Regions from separate parts of the Gasterosteus aculeatus genome. Here region 2 is linked to region 1. The links are chromatin contacts, called in public Hi-C maps. All regions are on one chromosome and are shown on one strand. The core of a region is the stretch at or near the end of the contact, and the rest is flanking DNA. Distances in the headings are between cores, read along the strand shown.

Evidence for each region. Hi-C and Micro-C count contacts between places; a contact is called where the count stands out from the background.
Region 2: a contact with region 1 is called in a Hi-C map of skeletal muscle, with 5 times the contacts expected there. The contact joins the promoter of LOC120821628 here to the promoter of LOC120820653 in region 1. A contact is called at or near these places in 3 of 6 Hi-C or Micro-C datasets (skeletal muscle and tail fin).

What each region holds. Positions count from the first base shown.
Region 1 is chr1:11,535,326-11,541,900 of fGasAcu3.hap1.1, forward strand. It overlaps LOC120820653 (extracellular calcium-sensing receptor-like), which reads right to left and starts at 2,901. Exons shown (of 10, transcript XM_040178707.2): 1 at 2,828-2,901; 2 at 2,379-2,682; 3 at 2,187-2,273; 4 at 1,935-2,042; 5 at 1,646-1,812; 6 at 1,000-1,477; 7 at 658-888; 8 at 438-561; 9 at 1-335. The coding sequence starts at 2,886.
Region 2 is chr1:11,676,020-11,682,594 of fGasAcu3.hap1.1, forward strand. LOC120821628 (vomeronasal type-2 receptor 26-like) reads right to left here and starts at 2,634. Exons shown (of 4, transcript XM_078089454.1): 1 at 2,490-2,634; 2 at 2,214-2,407; 3 at 1,803-2,084; 4 at 971-1,708. The coding sequence starts at 2,634. The coding sequence ends at 1,286. It also overlaps the pseudogene LOC120820485.

The sequences.
Region 1 (6,575 bases), core at 1,651-4,150:
CACAGAGGTAATTCCAAATGCTGTGTGGCGCAGCATGCAGGACCACTCCGAGGGCTGGCCAATGAATGACAGAGAACACAGGAAACACAGAGTCAAGGAGAAGAGCACCAGGAAGCTCAGCTCAGAGTTGTTGGCCCTGACGATAGGAGTGACTCTGTGAAAAGAGAATACGAAGGCCACAGCACAAGTGCAGAGGGAGCCAGTGATGGAAATAGCCATCAGGGTGATGCCTATTGTGCTGTTATAGGAGAGGAACTCTACTTGTTTGGGAATACAGGCTGTCCTCTCAACATTGGACCAGAACTCTGGGAGGCACTCCACACATTCTATAGCATCTGGAGGACAGAAAAGAAGACTTTAGATGTTGTATTGTGGCTCTACCACTGCAACCATAGGTTCGATTTTCAGACACAATGTAGACAAGTGGCTTTGCTTACCAGTCTGATTGCTTATCCAGCCAGCTGTGCAAACAACACAATCATAGCAGCAAATAGGGAAGTTTGGTCTGATTGCCTGACGGGTACCTGGGGGACAAATGCTGCTGCATACTGACAAGGGAATCTAGACAAAGGACAGTACACAGTTAAATAACAAAAAGACACGAGATGCAATGGAAATAATAATAATTACATTATTTTGTTCTATTGAGATCCGTACTTCGGTTTGGTTGCCATTCCATACAATCATGTGTTCCTGGATCTGAAGTTCTTGCTTTCCACCTGCGGTCATCTCGTCAAATTTGCCGATAGTAACAAACTCCATTTCTCCATCTTGTCTCAGCTGCCAGTTCACCAGGTCATACATGGCCGCAGGGTCACCGTTCTCATCAAACTTGGTTTCATCGCCAAAGGAGTTCAAGTATTTCACAGATTTGATGTAATGAAGCAACTTATGGAATAAAGTACATTCAATCTTGTTCAGCAATATATAAAAATAATATTTGAGCATCGCTTACTTTTGTGTTGACTGGAGTGAATTAGTGAACATTTAGTATCGTACCTGCCACGGCTCTATGTGATCTGGATCTGCACAGGCCTGCAGAGGAAATGGTCCGTTTCCTTTCACGCAGAATCTCATTGCCTTAAGCGCATGAACAAAGGCATACACCGCCTTATAGACATTGTAGGAAATCCTTAGTTGTGACACATCTGAATAGATATTCCTCACACTCCTCAGCTCTTCTGTTCCAGAGCATGGAGGTTTACCCTCAATTGTCTGTTCCTGACCTTCAGCCCGCGCTGCCAGGCTGCATTGAAACACTTCTTCCCAGAAGGGTATCAGGAAGGGATCTGTAGGGGCATTGCGGCTTGAGGGATGCAGGCGAAGGAGAAAGTCTTGCAATCCGGGAATGTGTGCTCTCCGAATGGCAAATCCCATCGAACCCTGGAGAATGTGGCGTTGCTTTCTGGGAGTGGAGAGTACGCCAGCTGTGCTCCAAGCCTCACTGGCCAGCCACTGTATCCCAGTGAGCCCCGCTCTAAGTTAAAATGATATGGAGAGGTCATTCTTTGACATTATAAATGTATCTGAACTTGTAACTCATTAAATCTGTATCCGTAAAAAGACAACAAACCAAAAGTCAATATCAAATTTGTATTGCATTTTAAATAGTAAAGTGGTGTAGAAGATTCTGAACAATTCATGCCTGAGTGCTTCGCCAAACAATGCGGCTGCATCTTGTTGCACAGCAAACACCAGAATCACTCGAGCCCCAGAGGAGCGGATCTTGGAAACAATTGATGAAATTGTGGTCTGTGCTCGGTTCTTAGGGATAACCTCGTGAAGGGCAACACAAACACCCAATTTTCCCACCTAAGGGCAACAAGAGGGATGGAGAACAACTTAATTGTATTATCACAATGTGTTGTACAATACAAATTACTTAATGCCAAACTATTTTTGTTAAATTCTTTATTTATGGGTGCGTGACTCACCTTATTGACAAATATGTTTGCCCCACCAAGGCCATAAGCATCATCCCCTGCTATGACACCCACCCAAGTCCAGCCAAAATGCTTGACGAGTTGTACTAATGCATCTACCTACAGATAGAAAGAGGACAAAGGTGAGAGACGCAAGGAGAGAGGGGGAAGAGGAGGGGTGAGGGGGGAGGGGGGGTTGAAATAATTCCACAGATGAATATTGCTTGTGTAGAAGTAATATTCTGGATGGCTGCTGCCTCTAACCTGAAAGAAGTCACTGGGCATAGTCCTTAAAAAAGCAGGAAAGTCCTTTTTGTCACTCAGGCAGGCACAGCTGGAGAAGTAACTAACCTGAATGTCAAACATCATAACATCAGGACTTATCAAGGATCCACAGGTTAAAGCCACTATGAGCGTGAGACTATTGGCCCTCTCCAGTCTTTGTGACTGTCTTACCTGCGGCACGTGGAACACTCCCAGCAAGCGGGCCACGACGAGAGACTGAGTAGAGCCTCCGTCTCCTATCACCGCCGGGACCGTGCCCCGACAGCCGCCTTCCCTCTGTGTCTCTCCCTTGACGCCTGAACTCCTCTCATGCCCCACTAACTCCATAGCAGCCTTCAGTGCCTGATGGGGTGTGCTGCATGAATCATAAATCTTGTAGCCCAGTGTGATGTTGGGAAGGAGTTTGTCATCTCGGTTGATCTCCTCTACGGCAAAGACCATAGTTTGCATCCAACGGAAAGTCCGCAAGTTAAATCTGAGAGAGCAGTGATGTTAAAATCATCATCATTTTTTGTGTGAAGCCCTTATAAAAAAAGACAAAACTGACACCATTATATTGGAAGCAATTCAATTATGAGAAAAGTTGCAGATGAATCAAGACAAGCTAAAGAGCAGCTCACCTGGTGCACTGTTCCGAGGGAGGTGAAGAGGTAAAGGACAGACTGTGCTCCATCACCATGTCATGAAGGGAGAAGAGTCCCCCCAACATGATGTCCCCCTTTTTCTCCAGCACAGGCAGTGCCAGAGACCCTGGGATTGGTTTGCAATGCTGGCTCTGGTCTTGGTTTGAGTTGTAGGGAAAAATCACCCACCATAGGAGACTGAAACGCACTAGCTCTGTCCTCCTCCTGGAAAGATTAAGCTCCACTGATCTAATCCCCAAATACATCCTCCTTTCTTCAAGCCGGCATCATACACACTTAAAAGTAAATATCCATATCAGTTCAACTGCTGTATTTTAGAGAACAGATACAAGGAAAACACACATACATAGGAAAATCTTTCTTTTCTTTAAAGCTTAATCCATTTTGTAGCCAAAAACCTTGACCTAAGCCTGTATATTGAAGGTTATGTTCAACACCTCCGACGCTACATGCACACTCTGTAGACAGGCAATCCAATCTTAAGGTTTAGTCTGTAGCCTATAAATGCTACCAGCCTCATATCACACTTGTCAAACTGACCTGATTTCCCTTGGGCCATTGGTCAGTGGAAAAAGAACCCCAGTTTCAAAGTAAGTTACAACAACAACAACAACAACACGGATCTGGAATGAGCACTTGACCATGATGGAGAAAGACACGAGCTGTGTCATGCAACGACAGCACGCCCGAATAGGCCTAACTCATCCTTCAATGATGTGAGAAGGCAGATGGCAGACTGGTGTCACAAGGGGCTGCTGATCTGAGTTACATGCCTTTCAAACACAAATGCACAGACACAAATTTGATACACAGCAAACCTATTGAGAGGAAAACTTCAAAGTAATATCAAAATGAAGTGTTTCATTCTGATAGAAAGAAAGATATAAGTGTTTTTACTATACGGTTTAATTAATAGACATTTAGTAGTAATAATGTAACATATTATTACTTATTTTTTTCTTCTTGCTTTACAAATATCCACAGGGAAAGTCATTATTGTGTTGTGCACATCATTAAGAGAACAAACCCTGCAGGCTCAAAAACAGAGCAGCACTTAGTGTGTATCAAAGACCATTTTACATGCTGCCTCAGGTCAAATAATTTTACGTTTGATTATTTATTTAATATGTCCCTGTGTGATGCTGGGAGGATGGACAGAGACAAAATGCTCAGTATTATGATACACTTGTTTCCTTTTCTTGTAAGTAAGATTTTAGACTTAGGCTTTATGCTCTCAAGGGAAAGGGATCAGCTTCATTGTTTCTGCAAACAAGCTGATTAGAACTGAACAACAGGGGCACTGCAATTGAAATCAGCTGTCCTCACAGGGGTATTCAAGGTAATTAAAACCCCTGATCACAGGATGTTTAAGTCCTTAAACGTCTTGGAATACAGATGATTAAAAAAAGAAGAACAAAAAGATGCAAATAGTCAACAAGAGAAACCTGATGCCTCTTCAAGTTGCTGTGTTGCTTTGAGCAAGACACTAAGTCACAAAATGTCTCTGATCTTGAATATGTGGCCATTTTTCACAACTCTATTTATAATACCATTACGGAGTCAAATGAAACTCAATAAAATGAAATAGTGAATAATCTTAATTTCAAGGGGGAATGTTTCTTTTATAAACAAGTACAACAATGCAGCTGAATGTATTTTCCTAATATTTGGACTGTAAATGTAGTTGACACTTAAGAACACCAGTAATAATATAAATGGGAAATAAGATAACTCTCTTCACAGAATGTTTAAAAACAGAGTGAACACCATTAATCCCAATGAGTATGCATGTATAACAAAAGAGCCCCATGCCATGAAGGCATATCCATTAAAAATAATGAATGGCCCCGCTGTGCTTTAGGGGATTTTCACTGGTCTGTGTGGTAAAAGGGAATGGAATGATGTATGGCTTGTCGGTGTGCGTGCTCCGCTACAACCACCAGGTGGCAATGAACCGCTGCAGCTCCCGCCAGCGCAAATCAGTAAAACCTAAGATCCCTGAAGCAGACCAAATACCAAAACCGAACCAATCCAACCAAGGAGAAGACCCAACCAGAGATCACAACGAGATACATGTTTTGAAGTTTGAATGAAGAACATTTATGGCTATTTGTAAGGAGCCAAAATACATTTGAATGGCATTTTAGTAAAACTTGAATTATATTTATTATATATATATATAAATATACATATATATACATATATATACATGATTTATTGATTATATTTAGACCACGGAAATTTCATTCAAGGGGTCTCGAGATCCAAGACCTGTGCATTGCTCACACCGGTTCAGGTGTTCCAGCAATACCAAAACCATCGGGCAGAAACCTCACCTCTGCCCCTTCTGAGTGGAAAGATGTTAGGTAGTTTTTATCATGTAGATATATGTTCTTTCTGACAAGTTTGTTTTTTGATTTGTTTTCTGATGAAGAAGGTAGTGTGACATCATTGAGTGGTAGGATTGATTTCATCTCTGGGTGAACTAGTCAACTCTGAGAAGCCAGAGGGAAGGGAGACGTATGCAGAGTAGGAATGTGAACAGATGTAACTTTAACTCTGAAATATCTTCCAGTCTTCCAACTACCCAAACCAAGTGGCCAACATGCAAGGTGCCCTCTTTCTTTCACGAATACTTAACGCAATACTTACATCCTGTTGCGTATTGTATTGATCAAGGACACAATGACATTTCTGAACGTTTGATTGAATGAACTCCCACAGTCGACAATAGTTAAATAGTTAAAAGGTTAATGTCTGTAAAAACAGACTTTAAATAGGATTACATTTCTACTCTTCTACTATTACAATTCATTGAGTCTCATGTAGCTGCTTCAAGGTTTCACTAAATTGTGTCAGGACATGAAAATCTTGTTTAAATAATCTCCATCAAGAAACTTTGGTGTATTTATTGTCAACTATTATCACTTTCACTGTTTCAGGATTCAAATATACTCTATATTTGAGACAAGCCCTGTTTCAAAATGCAGAATCAAGCTTTTATTGTAACTGTCAAATCCCTGCACCTTCAGCCTTGGAGACTAGCACATCCCAATTGGGGCCCAAACAAGCCAGAACCCGGTCAGAACCAGTACCATAATATTGGTATATTTTATAAACTGACTGTCACACATTGTAGCACTTACAAGAGATCCCCTTTTCCTCCAAAAAAGCTTGCTTAACATGTAATCGCAGCGTGAATGGCAAATTGAGGCGATCATTAATTCAGTTTTAGGTAGAGGTAGAGGTAGAGATATCAAAATAAAAGTCGGGTTTAAAAGATATCCGCTAAAATAAATAGTTATAAAGCACACTTGTATCATATAGTTTTTTATCAAAGTGTAGATAAAAAACTAAATGAAACAAAACAATGAATTGTAACACATCTGGGAAACAAGCTTGTTATTGTGTATATTGTGAATATGGTCTCATGGCGTCGTCCTGAACCTGCCAATTTACCTTTTACTCTGGGGGATTGTGGGGGAGCCGAGGGCCAACAGGGCAAGCAAAGACAAGCAACTGTTTCCAACAAGACTGATGACATCGGCTCCCCAGGCCGTCAAACAAGAGCTCACCAGCTGGTCTGTTGGAAATGAATTAATTAAAAGTTTTAATTGCTTCAAAACACGCGGTTTAATCGGCGAGACTAGGACAGATTAATTATTTACTTCCAGCTACACAAACTAGTTTAATTTTGGAGAGGATGGAATATTTATGGCTCAAT
Region 2 (6,575 bases), core at 1,384-3,883, 140 kb after region 1:
AGACCAGAGAGGAACACAAAGAAAGCAGTCATGGGTCGGGGCATCCAGTAGTAAAATGTGTACTATAGTGACTATAGACTTAATTGCTGCATTTCCTCTGTATAGTTCAAATTAATGCATTTTCCTACTGAATCTTTTTTTTAATTATTGTAAATTGTATTGTATTGTATTTGTAGCTTGTTTAATGTTTAATGACTGTTTTTAATGTTCCAATTGATTCTTAATTGTTTTTAAATTAAATTCCTTTTATTTTGCCTAATGTTTTGATTCTTTTAATGATTTTATGTGAGGCACTTTGCCTTGCGTTTGAAATGTGCTACACGATAAACTAATTGTTATAGTTTTAATTGAATTAATCTTATATCATTAGATTGTATATCTAATTATTAAAGATCTATTAATTACATACATAAAGATGTAGTTGTACTATTCTTCTTCCTGATATTGATAACAAGCACTCGAGAGAATGATGACATATTTGGGGGCAAAAAGGTAGAGTAGTAACAGGCCAAGATTTAAAAAATCTAGTAAATAACAGTAAATGCATGGTTCCTATTTTAGTTTTGTGTCAATATTCTACTAACTACTCTCATTACTTGAAGCATTTATGTCGTATTGACTAAATGTGTTATAACTCTGTTATTTTATTCTGTAAACGTGGTATCCATGAAAGTTCTGTCCATCTGGGAATGGCTGATGAGGTTACAGTCTAATCAGTGTTTAAGCCGCACAAAACAAGCTGTATTCTTACTTGTATTATCACAAGGACTCCAAAATGAAACGAGGAAAATATAGGAATCTGTTGTAGTGTAACCAAAATACTTCCCATTGACTCTCTCCTGTCGTTCACATCTGAACTACTCAATGTGTATTGCAATCTGGTGTAACTCCTTCTTGCTTGAATTCCCTGCTCCAAATAACAAGTGACACAAATATGAACATCTACAAGTGGAAGAACTGAAACACAACCTTGAGGTTTTTATTTATTTTTATTGATATTGCTGTTTTTCTCAAAAAAAAAGGTACAAGGTTTATTAAATAATATTGAATAAATAAAATATAAAATAGTTTATATATTTATTATATTTTTCTGTCAGTAACTATTCAGTTGTCTTTGTGAATACATGATATTATTTGTTATTAATTAATAGTAGATGGACAAGAGTGGCATAAACGTATCATATATGTCACTAGTTGGTGAAAACGATTACAGTGTTTTTAGCAGGCAGGTATATGTACTTAAAATAAATGCAAGAATATATGGGCTGTTCTATTAATTTCTCTTCTACCTGGCCATCAGGTGTTTCTTAGTATTTCTTTTAGGCCTCAAAAGAATAATAAAACACTTTGGAGCAAAGATGCAGAAAAGTAAACCATAGCTAGAGGCGAGTATTGCAAAAATCTCCACAGCAACAGCATATTTTCCAGGAGAACTAACATAGGCAGGAACAAAAGCTATCCAAACAGCACAGAAGATCAACATACTGAAAGTGATCAGTTTGGCCTCGTTGAAGTTGTCGGGGAGTTTCCGAGCAAGAAAAGCCAGGAGAAGACTGGTGCAGGCCAGCAGACCGATGTAACCCAGAACCAGAGAGAAGCCCACCACAGAGGACATGGTGCACTTCAAGGACACTTTGACCCCTGGAATATCCAAGTCCACTCGAGGCACAGGGGGGCCGGACAGCAGCCAAATAATACAGATGAGAACCTTAAGGACGACGAAAACATTGTAAAGTATGATGTGAATAAAAATAGTGTAATAAGCATTCACTGGTAATATAAAGCTGTTCTTTATTTCTGACCTGTATGAAGGAAAATAAGCAGACACTTCCTCTTTGTTGGCCCGGACCAAACCACTTCATCAGGGCTCCAGCACCAGGCCGAGCTGAGCGGAAGGCTGCCAGAACAACTATAGTCTTAACTTGGAGGCAGGAAACACAAAGTACAAAGCTGATCCCAAAAGCTGCCTGTTGGAACCGACAAGACCAGACGGATGGACGACCGATGAACACCAGTGAGCACAGGAAGCACAGCTTCAGGGACAGGAGAAGCAGGAAGCTCAGTTCTGAATTGTTGGCTCGCACCTTTAAATAACAATTTAGATTTAGATGTTTAAAAAGAGAAGCACGTTTACAAGCCAAAAGAGATTCATTCAGATTATCTCAAACACATATTCTAAATCACAGTTGTGCACAATTATATTGGATTCTTACCATAGGTGTTTGACGGTAGTAAAGGAAAACTACAAACACAGCTGTTGTCACTGTGGCACCAGATACAGCGACTGCGGTCAGGGTGATGCCCAAGGTTTCATTAAAGGACAGGAAATCCAGCTGGCGAGGGATGCATGCAGTTCGCTCAGCATTGGACCAAAACTCAGATGGACAATGTACACACTGAAGGGAATCTGGGAGAGGGAAACAAAAGAGGAGGTAAGAAAAATAAGACACAAATAGTTCTAAATTAAGGTTGTCTTATAATTTCCTCACCAGTTTGATTGCTAATCTCTCCTTCGGCACATTGGATACAGTCAAAGCAGCAAAGAGGTTCTCCTTTCCTGTTGGCCTTTCGGGTACCTGGGAGGCAGCTCTCGCTGCACACTGACGTAGGCACCTGGATAACAAGTAAAACCATTTTCATAAGACAAGTGTTCTTGTGAATGACATGCTGATACTGGGCTGAATCAATATTGATAGTTTAAACCACCTGACTGGATCCTGTGCTCCACTGAATGGCTGATTCGTTAAGGTGGATGTTGAACCCGTCCACACGGCCGATCAAAACAAGTTTGGCTGACCCCTGAGGGGTGTTTTGCCAGTTGACAAGGTCGTACTTTGCTGGAGTGTCACCACCTTGGAAGTAAAACATATCCCCATGTGGCGTGGTGAAATTTACTTTGCTCAAGTGCTGCAACAACTGAAAGGAAAAATATTGTATGATTACTTCTAATATAGTATCATCTTAAAAAAAGATTCAGCAGCTACATTGTTCAACCTTGTACAGCACAGCCCGTGATTGTGTTAACCTCTGAGGAGTTGATGTGTTGGGGAGAGGAACAGTTGACGCTGCTGTTTCTGGTGGAGCTTTCTGTATCAGGGCAGGACAGGAGGCTGTGAAGGGCGTGAGCTGCAGCGTAAACAGCAAGGTACACGTTATATGTCACTCTTAGCTGGGAGATGTCGGTGAATTGATTCTGCACGGCCTCCATTGACTCTGTCCCATTGCAGAGTGGCCGAGCATCCTTTTGAAGTGACGGTGGAGAAGTATTCGTAGATTGTGGTGTGGCCCAAAGTCTACAATCAAACATCTTTTCCCAGAGTTCCTTTAAGAACGTATCTTCAGGACGATCGTATGGGTTCAAACTCATGAGAAAATGTTCAAATCCAGGGATGGGCGAACTTCGAATGGCCACACCCAGAACACCACGTGCCACTTTGGAAGTGAACGGATCCCGGAGTAGATCACCACTGGTGCTCCAAGCCTCACTAGCAAGAAACTGTCTGTCAGTCACCTAAAAATAACAACACAATCACAGATGATAATTCAACAGACATCATTTGTGATGTTTCTCTAAAAAGTTAACTTGTGGTTTATTAAAATTGCTCACATTTATCTTGGCTAGTTGCGAGAACAGTTCTCTCACATCTGTGTACCAGGTAAAGATCAGAATCACTTTTGCAGTCGAGGCCTGAATTGTGAGGGCCGCCTGTCTGGCATCTGTCACAATGTTTTCCCTTTGGAGAGTCTCCACAAATGCAATACACACCCCGGCCCCCCGAGTCTCCTCCTCAAAAACCTGATGTATGCAGTTGAAAGGGGGGCGAAAAAGAATAGATTAACACAAAAGAGGTGCTGTGTAGATGTCTTGTATTTATGCCGAAGCGAAACACCTTTTGGGCTACAAGGCCATAATCGTTGTTTGCTACAACTGCTCCGATCCAGGTCCAATTGAAGCGAATGGCAAGCTGGGCAATGGCCCGGGCTTGGTAAATATCGCTGGGCATGGTCCTGAAGAAGTTAGGATACTGGAGTCTGTCACTCAGACAAGGACAGCTAGCTGTGTAGCTCATCTAAGGGAAATAAATAACACATATATTCTAAAAATCCACTAGCAATTCAATTTTCAATTCAATTTTTTTCTGGGAGGAGAGCAAAATGAATGTGATAAAATATTCCATGCACCAAGTTCAAAATATAATATGTTGAATAAATCCCAAATAACAACTTTAGAAGTAAATTCGACATTCTGAGCGTCACACAGAACTCACTAAAGGTATGGCGAGTGGCCCCAGGATTCTGGAGAGTATCTGGGCTGTAATAGATGAGGAACCACCAATGATCAAAGGAACAGTCTGATCACCTAAAGAAAGCATAATATGTAATAAAATACAGTCTTGAGTTAAGCTTGGCTTCTTTTTCAGACACAACGTTGTGATCTTTATGCTTTCATCATTTTATTTAAAATAGAAGGATGAGCTCGGCTTAATTTAGTACCTCTTTTTTGCCCGACGCCCTCTCCAGCAGAATAAAGTGGCCGGGCTGTTGAGTTACAGCTGGCGCTGTCTCCTCCAACCATTGACAGAGCTGCCTGCATGGCCCAAGACGGCAGGGCACAGCTATCTTGAATATGGAAGCCGAGCTTCACCCCTGGCAGCAAGGTTGTGCTATGATTGATTTCCTCCAGCGCAAACACCATAGCATATATGTACTGTAATGGAAGATTTTCCAAACTGACACCACAAAAGGAAAGAAATTAGAGAAATATCAGTTAAAATGCTGAGGTGACAGTAAAACTCTGGAATCATTTGTCAGCGTTATATGCAATGATGTGCCATCATTGTACAAACCATTTCACCAACTCGCTTTAACAAGAAAACAATCATGTAACACAGTAAATAGTGCAGTTCAGAGTTTTACCCCGTGCAAGGTTTGTAGTGTGGCAGCTGAGTGAAGTCGCTGTCGATAGCTGGAGGCTTGGAGTAAAGACTGAAGAGCCCACCGAGCACTACATCTCCCTCCTGGAACATACCCTGATCGCCTGATGTGCCCCACCGGGAACAAATAGCTGCCTGAACCACCTGCAACCCCCCTCGGAGCCCCGGCTGCCTGCTCAAGAGCCCCACAAGGAGCAGCGTTGAGCACAGCTTCAGAGTGAAGAACCAGAATGACAGAGACATGGACGAAGCACTTCTGGGCATTTTAAATATATATGAAACACACTCGCTCACTCAGATGCTTAAGCTTCTTATTGGCAACACTACTGTCAACAGTAATCCCAAAGTAAAATTTGATTAAATCCCCCTTTCTGCAGCCATGAGACAACCACCTGAAAATCAAAGTACAATTAAAATGGCAAAAAGTACGTTACCACAGATACAACCTGCACTGATAAATGACGATGTTATCTGACATGCCCTCTCCTGCTGCCTACTCAGCACAACATGGAAGTTGCTCTGTGTATTTATAAGAGTTGTAAAGCCCAGGCGCAATGATAGCAAACAGGATGACGCTGCACCAAGTCACTTCCCTCGAAGGTGAGAGCATTATACTGACAAGGAAACAGACCGATGTGTGATACAGAAACTAGGATTTACCTGGAGGGCAGTGGCCATGGATGTCCCAATAGAGTTGCACTTTCATCTTTAACATCCAGTTGATAAATTAATCCACAGTGACATGTACAGCCACACCTCTCACACCGTTGCCCTTACCACATTGTTGTTGTTTTCTTCTGGGAAAATGTTCTTCTCAAAGACTGGCACATTCATATGACAAAGGAAAGTCAATATTTGGTGGATGAAGTTATTATTTTTAGTACCCACTTCTGGTATCTAGCGCATTTTATTCTAGTTTTGATTTATTTATCCAGGTTTGGAGATATCGAATCCACGGGAACGTCTCTTTGCAGAAAGTCTGTACCACCTCCACGTGGGCTGTTTTTATGGGGAAATTTACATTTTTGTGGAAACCAGTATAAATAAATACGAGCCGCTGCTTCTGAGTGGAGTTTGCATATTCTCCCCAGTGCTATGCAGGTTCTCCAGGTTTCCTCCTGCAGTCTAAATATATGCAACTCAGATTACATGAGGACTCTGAATGGTGCCAGCCCTGGGATGGCCTTGCAACATGTCCAGGGTCCTTTCCCCCCCAGTGTCAGCTGGGTTAGGCCCTCAGCCCTCAGCAGCTCTGAGTAGAATAAGCGGTTACAGATAATGGATGGATAGCTGTAATGGATGGAGAATGATGTGATTAGAAGGCGTATTGGTCCCACTGGAACATCTGAATTTCATGTGGCCTACACATAGCATGACATAAATCTGCAAATAAGCACCTACACCTGGGCCTGTGATTGTCATTTTATGTGGCGTGCTAGAGCCTGAAAGGCATCAAATTGTCTTAAAATAAAAAGTCTACACACTACAGCTAGCCGAAGAGAGGAGCATTCACTTTACTTTTTCTCTGGCTGCTGGTGAAAGTACAGGCAGGCTTAACTGTCAGTGAGGAGCTTTTGGAAGTAGTTGCATTGCATGAGATAGCAGAGATTTTTGATGCAGTGGAGAGGTCTTGCAACCACA